Regions from separate parts of the Rattus norvegicus genome. Here region 1 is linked to region 2. The links are chromatin contacts, called in public Hi-C maps. All regions are on one chromosome and are shown on one strand. The core of a region is the stretch at or near the end of the contact, and the rest is flanking DNA. Distances in the headings are between cores, read along the strand shown.

What was found. A called contact is a pair of places that touch in the nucleus more often than the background predicts.
Region 1: a contact with region 2 is called in a Hi-C map of mammary epithelial cells, with 6 times the contacts expected there. The contact joins the promoter of Adam12 here to the enhancer-like site in region 2. A contact is called at or near these places in 9 of 12 Hi-C or Micro-C datasets (the A7r5 cell line, the Rat2 cell line, frontal cortex and 5 more) and 1 of 1 datasets of contacts at active chromatin or transcription factors (oligodendrocytes).

Annotation. Positions count from the first base shown.
Region 1 is chr1:198,440,227-198,447,381 of GRCr8, forward strand. Adam12 (ADAM metallopeptidase domain 12) reads right to left here and starts at 3,454. Exons shown (of 23, transcript NM_001427293.1): 1 at 3,145-3,454. The coding sequence starts at 3,235. LOC134483951 (a long non-coding RNA gene) reads left to right here and starts at 4,653. Exons shown (of 2, transcript XR_010061156.1): 1 at 4,653-4,785; 2 at 5,972-6,345.
Region 2 is chr1:198,076,194-198,082,809 of GRCr8, forward strand. Fank1 (fibronectin type III and ankyrin repeat domains 1) reads left to right here. Exons shown (of 11, transcript NM_001008347.1): 2 at 747-924. Among named protein-coding and RNA genes, the nearest start is that of Fank1, 72 kb to the left of the region's middle. Within about 2 kb of position 4,113, at least 4 of the 93 cell types and tissues checked have an H3K27ac peak or open chromatin away from gene starts, as enhancers often do.

The DNA of each region.
Region 1 (7,155 bases), core at 2,204-4,703, 360 kb after region 2:
AGTGGACATCAGCATCTAAGGATGACAGATGCTGAGGAAGTGCAATGTTCCTGACTGACTCAGATGCACGGAGGATGTGTGTGGTGTTCCTGACTGACTCATGCAGAGGATGAGTATCCCTGACTAGATCACTGGCCTGCAACACCTGTGAAATCACTCCTACACAGTTCACTTCACAGTGGCTTTCCATGTTAAAAAAACACACACAAAACAAAAAACACAAGGACAACAACAAAAACTCTGCCACGATTGTGTTTCCTGTTGTTTGTAACTAAAGGCAGCCTTCGTGCATTCGCAAGTCATCCAAGAACTATCTTGGGCTGGAGAGATGGCTCAGTGGTTAAGATCACTAACTGTTCTAGTAGATTCAGGCTCAGTACCAGGCATCTACAGGAGCACTCTCTAGATTCTAGATTCTAGGATTCATCTCTAGAATCCAGTTCCAGGGGATCTTGTTCCCTCTTTTGGCCTCCACAGGCGTAAGGCATGCAGGCTCGTAGGGTAGACACACACACAAGCAAAATACCCATACACATAAAATACTTTTCAAAATGTGAATCACCCAGATACTCTTTCTCAGAAGTTTCTGGAATGTGCATATCATAAAAACACAAAAACTAAGAAAGAAAGGAAGAAAGAAAACGTTATTTGCTCAGACGTGAGGCCATACAGGATGTGAGAGAACTTTCCAGGCTCCTGAAGTAATTGCTGAGGCAGTCACGTTCCTAAAGAAGAACCAGTCTGAGGGGCCAGGGAGCTCGCTCAATCTAGAAATTGCTTGCTGTGGAAACATGAGGACCTGAGTTCAATTTCCCAAAAAATTCACACAAAAAGTCAGGCTTGGCGGGGTACACACTTATAATCCCAAGGCTAAGAGGCAGAGAAATGGGTAGCTCCCCAGGGCTTACCAGTCAGCCAGCCACATGTACTTGATGAATTCCAGCCAGTGACCATCTCTGGCTGTTTATAAAAGGTGGGTGGGACCTAAGGAATGACACTAGAGATTGTCACCTGTCCTCTACCTGCTTCTGCACACCCATAAACCCTCATACACATCCATGAACAGAGAGTAACAGGAGAGTTCTGGGAAAGGCAATTCCCAGGGTCTGGTTGAGGATGGACAGCAACCACACTGGCTGCTGGGCTGGAGAGAACACCATGTGAAGACAAGAAGAACACCACGTGTACAACTCACGAGCTGCTGGGATACAAGTGAACTTCTGCTGAGGGACATGCTGATGGCAGCCTGGTTGGGAAGGTGCACTGAAACAGAAGGAAGGAGCTGGGGAGATCGGAATATACCCATGTTGTGAAAGGGAGACTCGGGGATTAAGTGTCAGCAAGAGGCATCCGGAGGAAGCAACAGATGTCGTTCTTGCAGCAGGGGAGATTGCTGGGGGTGCGGGGCTTGGGATCTGGGACTCTGTTTCAGACTTGTTTGTGCTGAGCCGTGCTGGAGCTCGGAGCAATGAACGAGGCTACAGTCAAACTCAAGATATACTCAGCCCTCGACAAGTAATGATTCCCATCATCTGCCAAAATGAGCAAATGCTTCGTGTGCTTTAAACATCCTCGATGACGAGACTTGGGGAATGGACTGAGAATCTAAGTGTAAACACACCATGGACTTGGAATATTAATATTAATATTAGACAATACTTAAACCACTACAAGCATGCTAGCCTGCTTTGCTGAAGATGTCTCCCCCATCCTAAGGCAAGACTCTGTCTACAGAGGCTACAGCCTCCCTCCCAGTGAAGGAACTCCCCGCTATTAGCTTTATTTAATAAACAATGACCTCTAAAATATATCAGCTGTGCCCGGACTTCTGTTTGTGTGTGTGGAGCATATGCCAAGTTCACGGCCAACTCAGGCATACTTTGAACCTCACAGGTTTACATGTTTCTAAGTGCACTTGCTGAACAACCTTCCAAGGAATCAGTTTGTACAGAACTCTCTCAAAAACACCTTAGACTGCGGTTTTCATCTGCAGGTCCCAGAGTTCGCTAAATAGGCTTCGGTGTTGTAGCCTTTTTCACTGATGTGCAACCGTCTAATTCAATCACCAATTTGCCAGGTTGATCTATTTTGCTGTGTCGGTATTTATGGGAGCTAGAATTTGGTTACGTTATGGTAAGACATGCTGGAGGGTCGAGGGTGACAGTGACAATTAAGAAATAAAATGTTTCTTGTTGGAAACAGTTGATGAAGGAGGGCTAGCTAGTTGTCGGAAACTAAACGCCTGATTACCTAGAATCACGGAAATGAGAGTTGGAGGTCAGGGCGAATCATTCATTGGTGAACAGCGCCCCTAGTGGCTAAAGGGGGCCGGCAGCGAGGGTGACCGGGGAAGCTCCGGAATTTTAAAAAGGCACCTGCTGTGAGTTCTCATTATAGGAACAGGGTCCACAGGTGCCCCGGCTTTAGGAAGATTCAACTCCGGAAAATACAAGTCTGTAAAAACTCCTTTAATGTATACACTTTCGTTAAACTCTGAAGTGGGTTCTCGTGCTACACAAGGTCTTGGTGTAAGCCCTTATTTGCTAACGATGAGCAAGAGAGGAGTTCTGTTAAAGTTTGATCCTTACTGACAATTAGGGAGGGAAGCCAGAAATCTCCAGATGAAACAAAAAAAGAGTAAAGAGCGCCGCGGGTACACCTGTGATGGGGGCGGGGCGCGTCCTCTGCGTCTCCCGGCTGTGTCAGAGTGGGGGGTGGAAAGGAAACTTCGTGGGGAGTTGACTCCGAAGCTGGTGAAGGAACTCACTACCCCACTGGATCAGTAAAACGACCCCACGCACACCCTCCCAGGAGACACGTGTAACTGTCAAGACACTAAGAGCCTTAGGAGCAAATGTCACTCCAAGAGGCGAGGCTATGCCTTTTCATTCAGACACTAGCAGCTTCAAGGTCCGCGAGCAAAACGTCTTCTTCCCCTGTGCCACCCCAACCCCCGGAGTGGGCACCTGGCAGGGGTAACCAGTGTCGGAGCGCCGGGAGCCTGAGCGGGGATGGAGGAGGGGTTCCTCAGATGCGCCCTGGTGCGTCTCCTCTCCTTGCCGCTGTGGCACTTGCGGAGACCCCGGCTTGTCGCGAGGTGGCTGAGATGGGACGCGCAGGCAGCCGCCTGTGCGGGTGACTTACCTCGGGCTGCACGGGGCGCCAGCAGGGCCCCAGCCAGGGCCAGCAGGAGGGCGCGGGCGGGGGGCGCGCGCCGCGCCGGGCGCTCTGCCATTGTCGCCGGCCTGGCGTGCAGCTGCTTCAGGGGCCCCGCGACCAGCGCTGCAGCATCCCACGCGGGCGCCGAGCCGGTGGACGTCCTACTGCCCCGAGTCTGCCACGACCCCCTCGCGCAGCGCCCGGGTCGCGGAGCAGCAAGTCTAGCCTTTCATTTTTCAAAAAAAAACTTTCTCCCCTCCCCGAGTGTGTGCGTGCGCGCGCGCGCTACTCTGGCACGAGCCGCCCTTGACCGTTGCAATAAATGAGCAGCCTGTCCGAGTTGGCGCCGGGGACCAGCGATCTGAGGGCGGGTCTGTGCAATGGATCCGCGGCCAGCAGTCGCCGTTCTCATTACCACGGAACAAATTAGCGTCTCCCCCGCACCCCGCCCGCCTGCGGCGTCCCGCGGGTCCTAGAGACCGCTCTGGGGTCCCCCACCGCCCGGGTCCTATCCACTCTCCGGGGTGGCTAGATGCAGGATGCCCCCAGACCCCTTGTGTGGGACGCCGCGTAGACCCGGCTTCGTGGCGCAAAGGCGCGAGAACGCACACTTCCCAGCCTCAGGATGATGTGGCCACGGGGCCCTGGGCGCCGGCAGCCAAGAGCACACGCGGCGCCGGGGTCCAGCTTTCCAGACTGAGGCTGGAAAGGATGACTGGGCTGCTAGCTGCTGGCTAGCTGGGTATCGGCGGGACCTGAGGAACAGGTCTGGGATGTGGTCCACAACCAGGCAGCCTGTGGCTGCCGCGTCCCAAACCACCAAACTAGTACCTCACACCTAAGGAATAAGATTGCATTTATAGTAGCAGACACTTGGGCACAGCGTTTTTTGGTGTGGTGCTCTGTTTTTGAGACTGATAGATTGGCCAAAGTTTCCTTTCAGTTGTCTAGACCCAGGAAAAGGGTCCAGATACATTCCAAACTTCACCAGTCTTATGCTTGGCTGGTTAGAGATGCAAATTGCAGCCTGGCTTGTTGATTAGTGCTCTTAATCCTAACATTTGATGGGCCGAGACAGGAGAGTTACTGCAAGTTTGAGGCTAACAAGGGGCTACACAGTGAGTTCTGGGCCAATCTGGACTACAAAGTGAGGTTCTGCCTCAACAACAAAAAAAGATGGTGGGCAAGGCCTGACTGGAGAGAAGTATCAGTTGCCAGGCATTCTCCTACATCTGTGGAATGAGCTGTTCTTCAGGAGCACAGCTAGGCAAGCACCAGTAAGAGAATGGAGGGCCTCATCTCAGGGTTGTAGTTGTGTCCTCTCTCTGCCTTCTCCTCATCAACCCCTCAGATTTCCTAAAAGGACTCTGGGTTCCTTAGAACCAAGTAAGAAGCAGCAGGGGCCAGACAGACAGAGCAGCAACACATCTGGAGAATAACAGCCACTGTGGTCCCTAACATGGGAATTTCTTAGAACTTGTAAGGGTTCAAGACCTCCATCCAGGCCAATGAATTCAGAACCCATCTTGGACCTGGCAGTTTTCAAAGCCTCAGTTGATAACACTGCGGCTGAACAGAGATTCTGTTCTGATCCTACGACTTGCCCTCTTCTGGAATAGGTCCACGGTAAGAGGAGAGTGGGATTGGGGAAGGCTGGGTTCTTGACCACCTCCCTGGAAAGTAGCCTTACCAGCTGCCTCTCACCAGCAGTGGTCTGCAGCAGTCTCTCACTTCAAAAGAATGACATAGGACCTTAAAAGTGAGAGGCTTCATACTAGAGTCAGAACAGGTACCCTTTGAAGTCATCCCAGCTGGTAGCCACCCTTGCTTGTACATCGTCCTGGTGTTTAGTCAATCAGAATTAACAATGTTCCATTAGGGGCTTGAGAAATCAAGCTGTAGAGAAATGTCTCTCACCTTCAAAGGCTCGTCTATCTTTTTGTTCTTTTCTGGGCAGGGTCTCTCTATGTAGCCCCACTGTTGTCCTAGAACCCACTGTGCAGACCACACTGACTTTAAACTCACCAGGACGTGCCTACTTCTGTCTTCCTTGTGCCACCACCCACAACGGGCAGGCTTTTCAGTCTTAGAGAACAAGCCAGTAAACCGCCATGATTGGGCAGTGTGTGCCCGATAACCCAGTCAACAGCAGCCAGGTTTGCTTGCTTATCACATTATAATGTATGACATATGGTCTTCACGTGATGTGTGATAAAGGCTATCACCTACATCATTTCCCTTTAATGTATAGACAAACAAAATACAGCACACAGAGGAGCTAAGTGGCTTTCCAATAGCCATACAGTCACGAGCCCAGCTTCAGACCTGTCTTAGGAGCAGTGTATGTTTGACCCTGAGATGAAACCTGGCCTCTTAGCGTCTGCTAAGTCACGCCTCTAAGGAGGAACTGAACTGAGGCCCTGGTGCAGGGTCTTCCCACCCACGTGCTCCTCCAGGGTGCTCAGTAAAGATGTTGGGGATTCTGTATCCGGGCTCTGCTGGGGGAGAGAGGTCCAAAAGGACAAGCTCAGAGAGTTCTGAGCTTAGTTAATTCCAAGACTGCTGAGAGAGATGTGTGAGAGAGACGAAAAGCAAAAGGCTTGGGAATGATTTCCTTCGAGGTCACCAGGACAGAATGGCTTTAGGATGGGCATAGCTGTTAGCCCAAACCACGGATAAAGAAATGGTTTATTCATACATTCTAGGGCTTTCTATGCTCTCTTAATATCCGCTTCTCTTCCATATTTATTACTCAGCTACTGCTCTTTACTGTACAAAATAATAATAATAAACTTATTTTTTTTAAGCGTAGAAATTGCAAAGCTGTCTTCAAGAGGCCAAATGTGCCCCAAGACTATCTTTGGTGTTTGACTGAATGAAACCAAACAGCCACTTGCAGAAAAAAAGAAAGAAAACACCAGCCAGGAGCCCTGTCTTCCCAGCCTTCCGATTCGCTGTGGCTGTGAAGCTTGGGCCTAGCTACCACTCCATAAAAACTTCACGTCCGTCAACCGCAGGCAGCTAGGCAGAGAGCAAAGCTGGCGTCCGGCAGATGGTCTGCCTTTGGATGGGAATTCTGCCTCCTCGTTCACAGGAAATGAAAGCCGACATGGCATTCAATACTGGATTGTTAGGTAATGGTGTGAGGTCAGAGGCCAGGATCTGCTCATTAAAATTTCAGATAGATGGCTGCTTGTCCCTTCCTTTCTAGAAGAATTGACCTTTGCAGTACTGTTTCCTGTGTGCTATTTTTGTGTAACAGCCTGGGCATTCACAATGAACAGGGGGGCACTTATTTCTTACCCAAGCTTGTGTTTAGCTCTATTCCCATTGAGTACGAGCAGAGGAAACACAGAGGCAAATTTTCCTCGGCTGAGATTTTGCAGGCAGCCTCTCCAGTGTGGGCAGCTTGACCTATTGATGGAACTTGAGACAGCTCACAAAACAGCTTTTCTCTCTCCCAGCACAGTTCCCAGGGCTTGCTGCAAAAGTAAACAAACACAATGGCCCCACGATGGAGATTCTTGGAAATCTTGTTAATTCCATCTCTTAAACTGAAATTCCTGCTCCCTCTCAGCCTGGAGTAAATGCCATCCATTTTCCTGTGTTTCTTGTCTTAAGAGTTTCTCCTTTCTAGAACCCAGGGCTTCACCTCCATAGAATCCTGCTCCCTGGCCCCCCACCCCAGTCTCCTCCAACCTTCCAGAGTCAACTACCATACAGATTCAATACTTAAGGAAGATGAGGATGGAGGGACACTCATGGAGGCTTAGTCAAAGTAGGCAGAAGGAAAGGCACCCAGTTTGTGTATGTTACCTTCCCGTTGGACTGCCCCATGGAGTCTTCACATGGGAGGAATGTTAGTGCTGAGAAAGCCTTGAAACTCCCATTGCAGCAGCTGGTGGAGGGAAGGGAGGGAGTAGAAAACACATGGGATTTCTACAAAAAAAAAAGATTGACTTACATGAATGATCCAAGGGTTCAGTGAAACTCATT
Region 2 (6,616 bases), core at 2,863-5,362:
TACATGTGTGGCACTCAAGTTTGGGCAATGTTGGGGATGGAGCCCTGGGCTCTATGCACACCAGGCAGGCACTCTGCCCTCCAAGCTACATCTCCACTGGCCACGTTTCTCTTCCCATATGCTTCCATAGTGCTCTCTGGCAAGGCTTTGGTTCCTACTTCTCCACAGCCAATGGCTGAGTGTGTCTCCTGATAGTGTCACTTGTAATCAAAACGAGGTCTCCTCAGTGTCTGACTGGACTCGGAGTGAGAGCTTGTTGCTGCTGATCTCTGTGACATCAGGTTGTGGGATGTTGTTCCATGTCCTCTTGGCTATTTGCTTGCTCCGTTTGGCACACAGCTTATCTTTTACCTGGGTCACGACTAGCCTGTTCTTGTTTAAATAGTGCTAATCATATGGAATAGACATCAAGCCTTTGTTGTCTGTTATAAATAAAATATTAGACCAAATATGGTGTTCATGTCTTGGCTCTCTCTGTGACCCAGTTCACCAAAAGATGATAGCAGCTCATGGAGTCTCATTCTTAAAGATTCAACTATTTGCTGGGCCACAGTAACCTGCCTCCTGGAAGGGTCATGGTGAATCGTAGTAGCAGTAGACCAGTTTAGTTGCCTTCGGGAGTGTCAAGGGGCTTACGTGCAGGTGTTCACCTTTACCTGAGTGTTCAATGTGTGGGAGTCAGCTGGGTTACTGGCAGCTCTGACCTTCTGGAAACAGGGCCCTGAACTCCATATTTCTTTTTTCAGAAATCGTGCCACTCCTAAGGCCCCATCCTCCTGTTGTGGGCAAGGTGACTCATCACAGCATCGAACTGTACTGGGATCTGGAAAAGAGAGAGAAACGGCAAGGACCACAGGAGCAGTGGCTTAGGTTCTCCATTGAAGAGGAGGACCCCAAGATGCACAACTACGGTGTCATTTACACGTAGGTACAGGCGCAGCTGCTCACACTTCTTTCTTTCTTCACTGTAGAATGGTTTCCTAGGTCACCAAGAACCCCCTGGCACCTCTGAGGTTAAGGGCTGAATCCATGGACTCTTGGTATGAGCATTAGTGGGACACACATTTTACAGGGTATCATGCAGCCCATAGTTGTCCTCAAACTCACTATGGAGCTGAAGGTGACCTTGACCTGGCTCTCCTGCCTCCACCTTGTGAGTGCTGTGATTACATGTGTGGCACTCAAGTTAGTGCAATGTTGGGGATAGTGGGAACGAACCCCTATAACTGAGAGCTTCTTTGACTCCAGAAGTAGGCTAGTGTATTTGCCTATGGCAACAATGCAGAGCTGGATAGACAAGTTAGCAGGTTGATGTGAGCTGTGGTTCCCATCGGGCTGTTCTGTGTGTGGATGCCAGGTGAAGCACCTCTAGTCCACACCAGCTGACTGCTCTAATCTCGTCTGACCTAGCTGTCCTCTTCTCAACTCTTTCTACCCAGAATGGCCTCCATTTCAGCCTGGAGGCCGGGTGTGCCTCACATCAGGGCCTTGCTTGTTAGTCTCTTGAGCATTTTCTTCTGATTTAATTGGCCACATCCTTCCCAGGATATGAACCCTAAATGAAGTTCCCTCCTCCATACTCCCTTCTTGCTCTAAAGGCCACAAAGTTTGCCAGTCCACACGCCCTGCCTGCAGCCTTACCTCAGATCCCCATTGAGGCGCTCACAAGTGCCGCGCTGGGGCCCTCCCATGTGGTGGCTTGTTCTATTGGGTCTCCCCACCAATATTTAGGCACAATGGGAGATGGGCCAGACTTCTGGCTTGTGCAGTACTCTGTCCCAGTTCCTAGACCACTGCTGGCAGGCTGCAGGCCCTTGCAGAGTTATGGCTTTTACACAAACAAAGTGCCATGGAAGGGGACTCCTTGTCTTCATGTTAGCACTGCCTTAACTTCCCTTGGCTGCTCAGCTCTTTGCAGTGTGGCCTTGCTTAGCCTTTGCTGTAGGTGCCACAAGGATTGGCACAGCAGAGCCTCCCCTACCGTTCACTGGTGCCCGGGACACAGTAGTGCAGTAAGTCACAGGCAGACACCGGCAATGACGCGGTCAGGATCTAGGATGCTTTGTCAGGTGCTTGTCTGGCCTTTCCTCCGGAGGCATTATACCCAAGTGCTGGTGTGGGGACGTGGGGACAGCCTGGATGGTGATGACGTGTATCTGGTCTCATGTCACACTGTCCCCTTCTTCCCTTCCCAGTGTTATTCTTCCCTCCACTCCACCCTTTAGTTGTTACCTAAGTAACATCCTGATATTTGAGAAGCATTTCTCTGTATTCAAACAGAAATAGCATTATCTGAAATATAGTTACCATATGAAAATAATTTTGGACCCTGAATCCCTGACTCAGTTAGGTTTCTATTGTGATAAGGACCATGGTCAAAAGCAACTTGGGGAGGAAGAGGCTTACTTCAGCTCACAGTTCCACACCACAGTCCATCATGGGGGAAGTCAGAGCAGGAACCTGGAGGCAGGAGCTGTTGCAGAGGTCATGGAGGGGAGGGGTGCTGCTTACAGGCTCGCTCCTCATGCTTGCTCTTCTTGCTTTCTTACACTCTCAGGACCACCTACCTAGGACTAGCACCGCCCACAGTGGGCATGGGCTCTTCTACATCAATCATTGATCAAAAAAACCAAACCAAACCAAACCAAAACCAACCAAATAAAATGCCCCATAGACTTTCCTGTAGGATATCTGGTCAAACATGTTCTCAACTGACTTGAGCTTATGTCAAATTGACAGAAAATAGCCATGGTTTTTAAAAATCATGTCACATGGTCTATTGTGAAGTCAATTTCCTTTTAAATGCATATATACATAATATAAAATGTATTTTGGGGATGGAGAGATGGCTCAGCGGTTAAGAGCACTGACTGCTCTTCCAGAGGTCCCGAGTTCAAATCCCAGCAACCACATGGTGGCTCATAACCATCTGTAATGAGATCTGACGCTCTCTTCTGGTGTGTCTGAAGACAGCTACAGTGTACTTACATATAATAAATAAACAAATCTTTAAAAAATGTATTTTGTGTGTGTGTGTGTGTGTGTGTGTGTGTGTGTGTGTGTGTATGTGTGTGTGTTTGTGCAGGTATACCTACCCATGGTGGCCAGAGGAGCATGTTGAGTGCCCTGCTTTTTCATTTTAGCCCCTATTCCATTGAAACAAGTTCCTTCATTGACAGCCAGCTTGCCCTCTGGCAATGACTGCCTGCTCACTGGCCAGCAAACCCCAACTGTCCTCCTGTCTTTCCCTACCCCAGTGCTGGCACTCCAGGTGTGTGGGGCCACAGCCAGCTTTCTAATGTAGGTGCTAGGGATCTGAACTCAGGTCCTGATGCTTTTATGACAAATGCTCTTTTCACCCACTGAACTGTCTTTCTCATCCTTAAATTATATTTTAAGTCTTTTTTTTAATGGAGGAAGAAAAAGACAGAGTCTTTAACTTGTCTGACTTGTGCATGGCCAGAGCCTGGGGAACTGTCCTGGCTATGTTCTTTTGCCACTTCTTGGCTTGCCTGCCCTCCCTCCCTTCTTTTTATACCAAGTGCCCAAGGTTTATTTAGAGAGACACCAGTCACACGCTCCAGCCTTCAGCTAACATAGGGTCTGCCTCATTCACCTTGACCCCAGAAACCTGGCTGTGGTCTGGCCAGAGAACAGTTTGGGTAGTGGTCTGCCATCCAGAGCTGGTGGCATCACCTGAACTGGCTCCAAGGGCTTTTTGGTGAAAGGTTTTATCCCTTGAAAAGTGTGCACTTGTATCTGCCCACTAGGTGGCAGGCTTGGACTGCAGCAGTCCTACCTCATTTGTCTCCTTCCGCACCTCATTCTATCATTAAAGCTGGCAGATGCCTTCCTTACTAAGATGGTTATCTAGTGCACACTGTGGCCTTGGGTGCTTCCTCCTGCCCTGGAAGTTTGGCTCTGGTCCATCAGCACACTGTAGTCTGCATCACTGGAGTGGTCTTTGGCTTGGGTTTCCCTTATAGTTCTCAGAAGTACAGTTACCTAGTTTTGTGGGTTTCCCCCTCTGCTCTCCTTCACAAGGCCAAGGCATTCTGCTCCATTTCTGTCTGTTTTCCTATGTGTCCTAGTCCCTGAACTGCCCAGGATTTGCTGGTGAGATGAGTCTCCTTGCTCTCTGCCTCTTCTTTCTACCCTGAAGACTGATTTTTTTTCTCTCTCTCTCATTTGTAATATCATCCTAAGTGGGTCTTCTTTGCATGGAGGATGAAGGCCATGCTCCCTAGGGTGTTGTTTCATCATGTTCCACATGTGTGCACAAATGTGCATGTATACACATTTGTGTTGTCTGTCTCTTTGTATGGTATACATGATGCATGTGTGTGTGTGCAGCTTGCTCACAGCTGCTTGATTACCTCTTATTTCAGAGCACAAACTTTCTCTGATGTAGGGGCTTCCTGTGTTTTGAATATGCCTTGGCATCCTCTCTGTGTGGTTCTTGTTCTCCCCCATCACTCTGTCCCCTCGTCCTGCCAATGTAACATTCCCCATCATCTGAAAGGCTCCCTTGCTGTCTTCCTGTTGCCCTTCCTTGCTGTGACAGTTGCCACCCTCTTATGCTTTTTATCCACATCTTCTTCATATATTACTGAGTGCCTATGACACTGCAAACACTGTTCCAAAAGCCAGAGATGTGACACTGGAGTCACATAGGAATTCCTCATATTGAGAACGCCTGATAAGTGAACATGCAAGTGAACATGCACAGGGTGTCAGGGTCCTAAGGAGGAAAGCATGGGGCAGGTTAGGGGTCTGGGACCTGGATTAAGGGCCTGAAGCAAGTGTGGGGTGGGACTTTCCAAGCCAAAGCAGTGCCAAACAGGGAAGGTCGTGGAGGATGTGGAGGAGTATTGGTGAGGTTGACAAGGTAGCAAGAGGTAACCAGGTGGCTGTGACTTACCCAGAGAGCACTGGCTTTTACTAGAAAGAGGTTGGGGGAAGCAAATAAAGTTGTTAATCCAGAAGAGGCAGGGTCTATACGGTCTATGATGGCCACTGTGACTGCCTAAGATGAGGCCGTGGGAGGAGGGGCAGTAGGCAGCAGAGAGGGTTAATCAGGAAGTTTGTGTGATAAATGAAGGGGGAGAGAGAGCAGGACAGTGTGTGAACTGGTTGAACACAGGATGCTTTTAATGGTAGATTTAAAGCATTTGCTAGTGGATCTAGGCTCAGGTCTGTGGTCCCAGGTGTTTGGGAGGCTGAGACAGGGGTGGGTGGTGGGTGAATGTGGGTTTCACTTGAGGCCAGGAGATGGGGACCAGCCTAGACAGAATTCCAAGGCTTTATCTCAAAATCCAAAACAGAATGCCTTAAAATTTGCCAGTGCATTAGACCTCTATTGAATGAATGTCAACAAGCAAGGGAGACTGTGTGTAGACTTGCATGTGTACATGAGCACTTACCACACACACTCTCACGGGCATGCCCACCCATCTCTTAGGGGACCAACCCTTCCCAAACCATAGTGAGGATGCTCACTTATCGATATAGTCTACCTCTTCCTAAGAATAACCTGATCCACCTTTATTTTCTGGATTATAATTTTCAGCCCATGTAGTATTTCAGGACATTTATTCTGCTTGTCTAGAGAGTTCACATTGTGGTGAGTGTATTTATGTTTTTTAAAATTCAAATGTTTTTCTTTATGCCATCAGAACCATTTTTTATTATCTCATATTAGTGTATAACCGACTGTGTGTCCATCTGTCTGTCTCTCAGCTGGCCTGTGATGGCCCTGGCCTCTGCTCCATGGACTTTGGCGGGTGCAGTAGTGCGTCTGTTGGCTGGAAGCTGGCATGTAGGACCCTTCCTAGACTTTTTTCTCTCCATCACTGCCTGCCACTGTCCACGGGCTCCATCTTGCCATGAGGCCTCTCTACAGCAGGGAATTCGAGTTTTCCATGGCGGCTAACTCCCAACGGCACCAGTGTGAAAGTGACAGGCTTCTCATCCCCCAACCTCAGCGTCACCGAGCTCCCTTCCTGCCACCGTCCTCCCATCCCAGGGCACAGGGTTAGACCCTTGCCTGTGTGTCTGCACTGACGGATGGGCTGGCCTTGCCAACCGTGCACCTTCTTTGAGTGAAGAGGGGTGGCTTTACAAATAAAGGATACCAGAATGGAGCTGAATTTGACAACAGAAGGCAGGGAACAGGGCCTGATGTTAGAGAGGTCTAATGCTCAGATTATTATTATTTTTGGCTCTGTTGGGTTTTGGTGCCTGAAGTAATTTGTGGTGCAAGTTACTAATTTCTCCTGGAATCTCAATGTTGGAGGAGCACCAAGGAGAAAGGGTTTTGGTAAACGTGGAGTTGGGTGATGTAGCTGGATCTCATTGGAGCATCTTTCCTCGAATGCCTGGATCTGACATACCCTGTGTACATTCTGCTTGAGCCTTTCATCCTGGGGCTGACCTTTGAACCTTACGTTTCATTCTGACATTTCTTGTCTGTCATAGAAGTCAGAGAGACCTTCCTGGCAGTACACCATGCAACCCTCTCTTCTTCCACCCATCATTCCCCATGCAGGGGAATAAGCTCAGGAGGAAATCAGACTATAGACTCTGGATGGGATGGGGACAGGAAGGGCTTCACCCA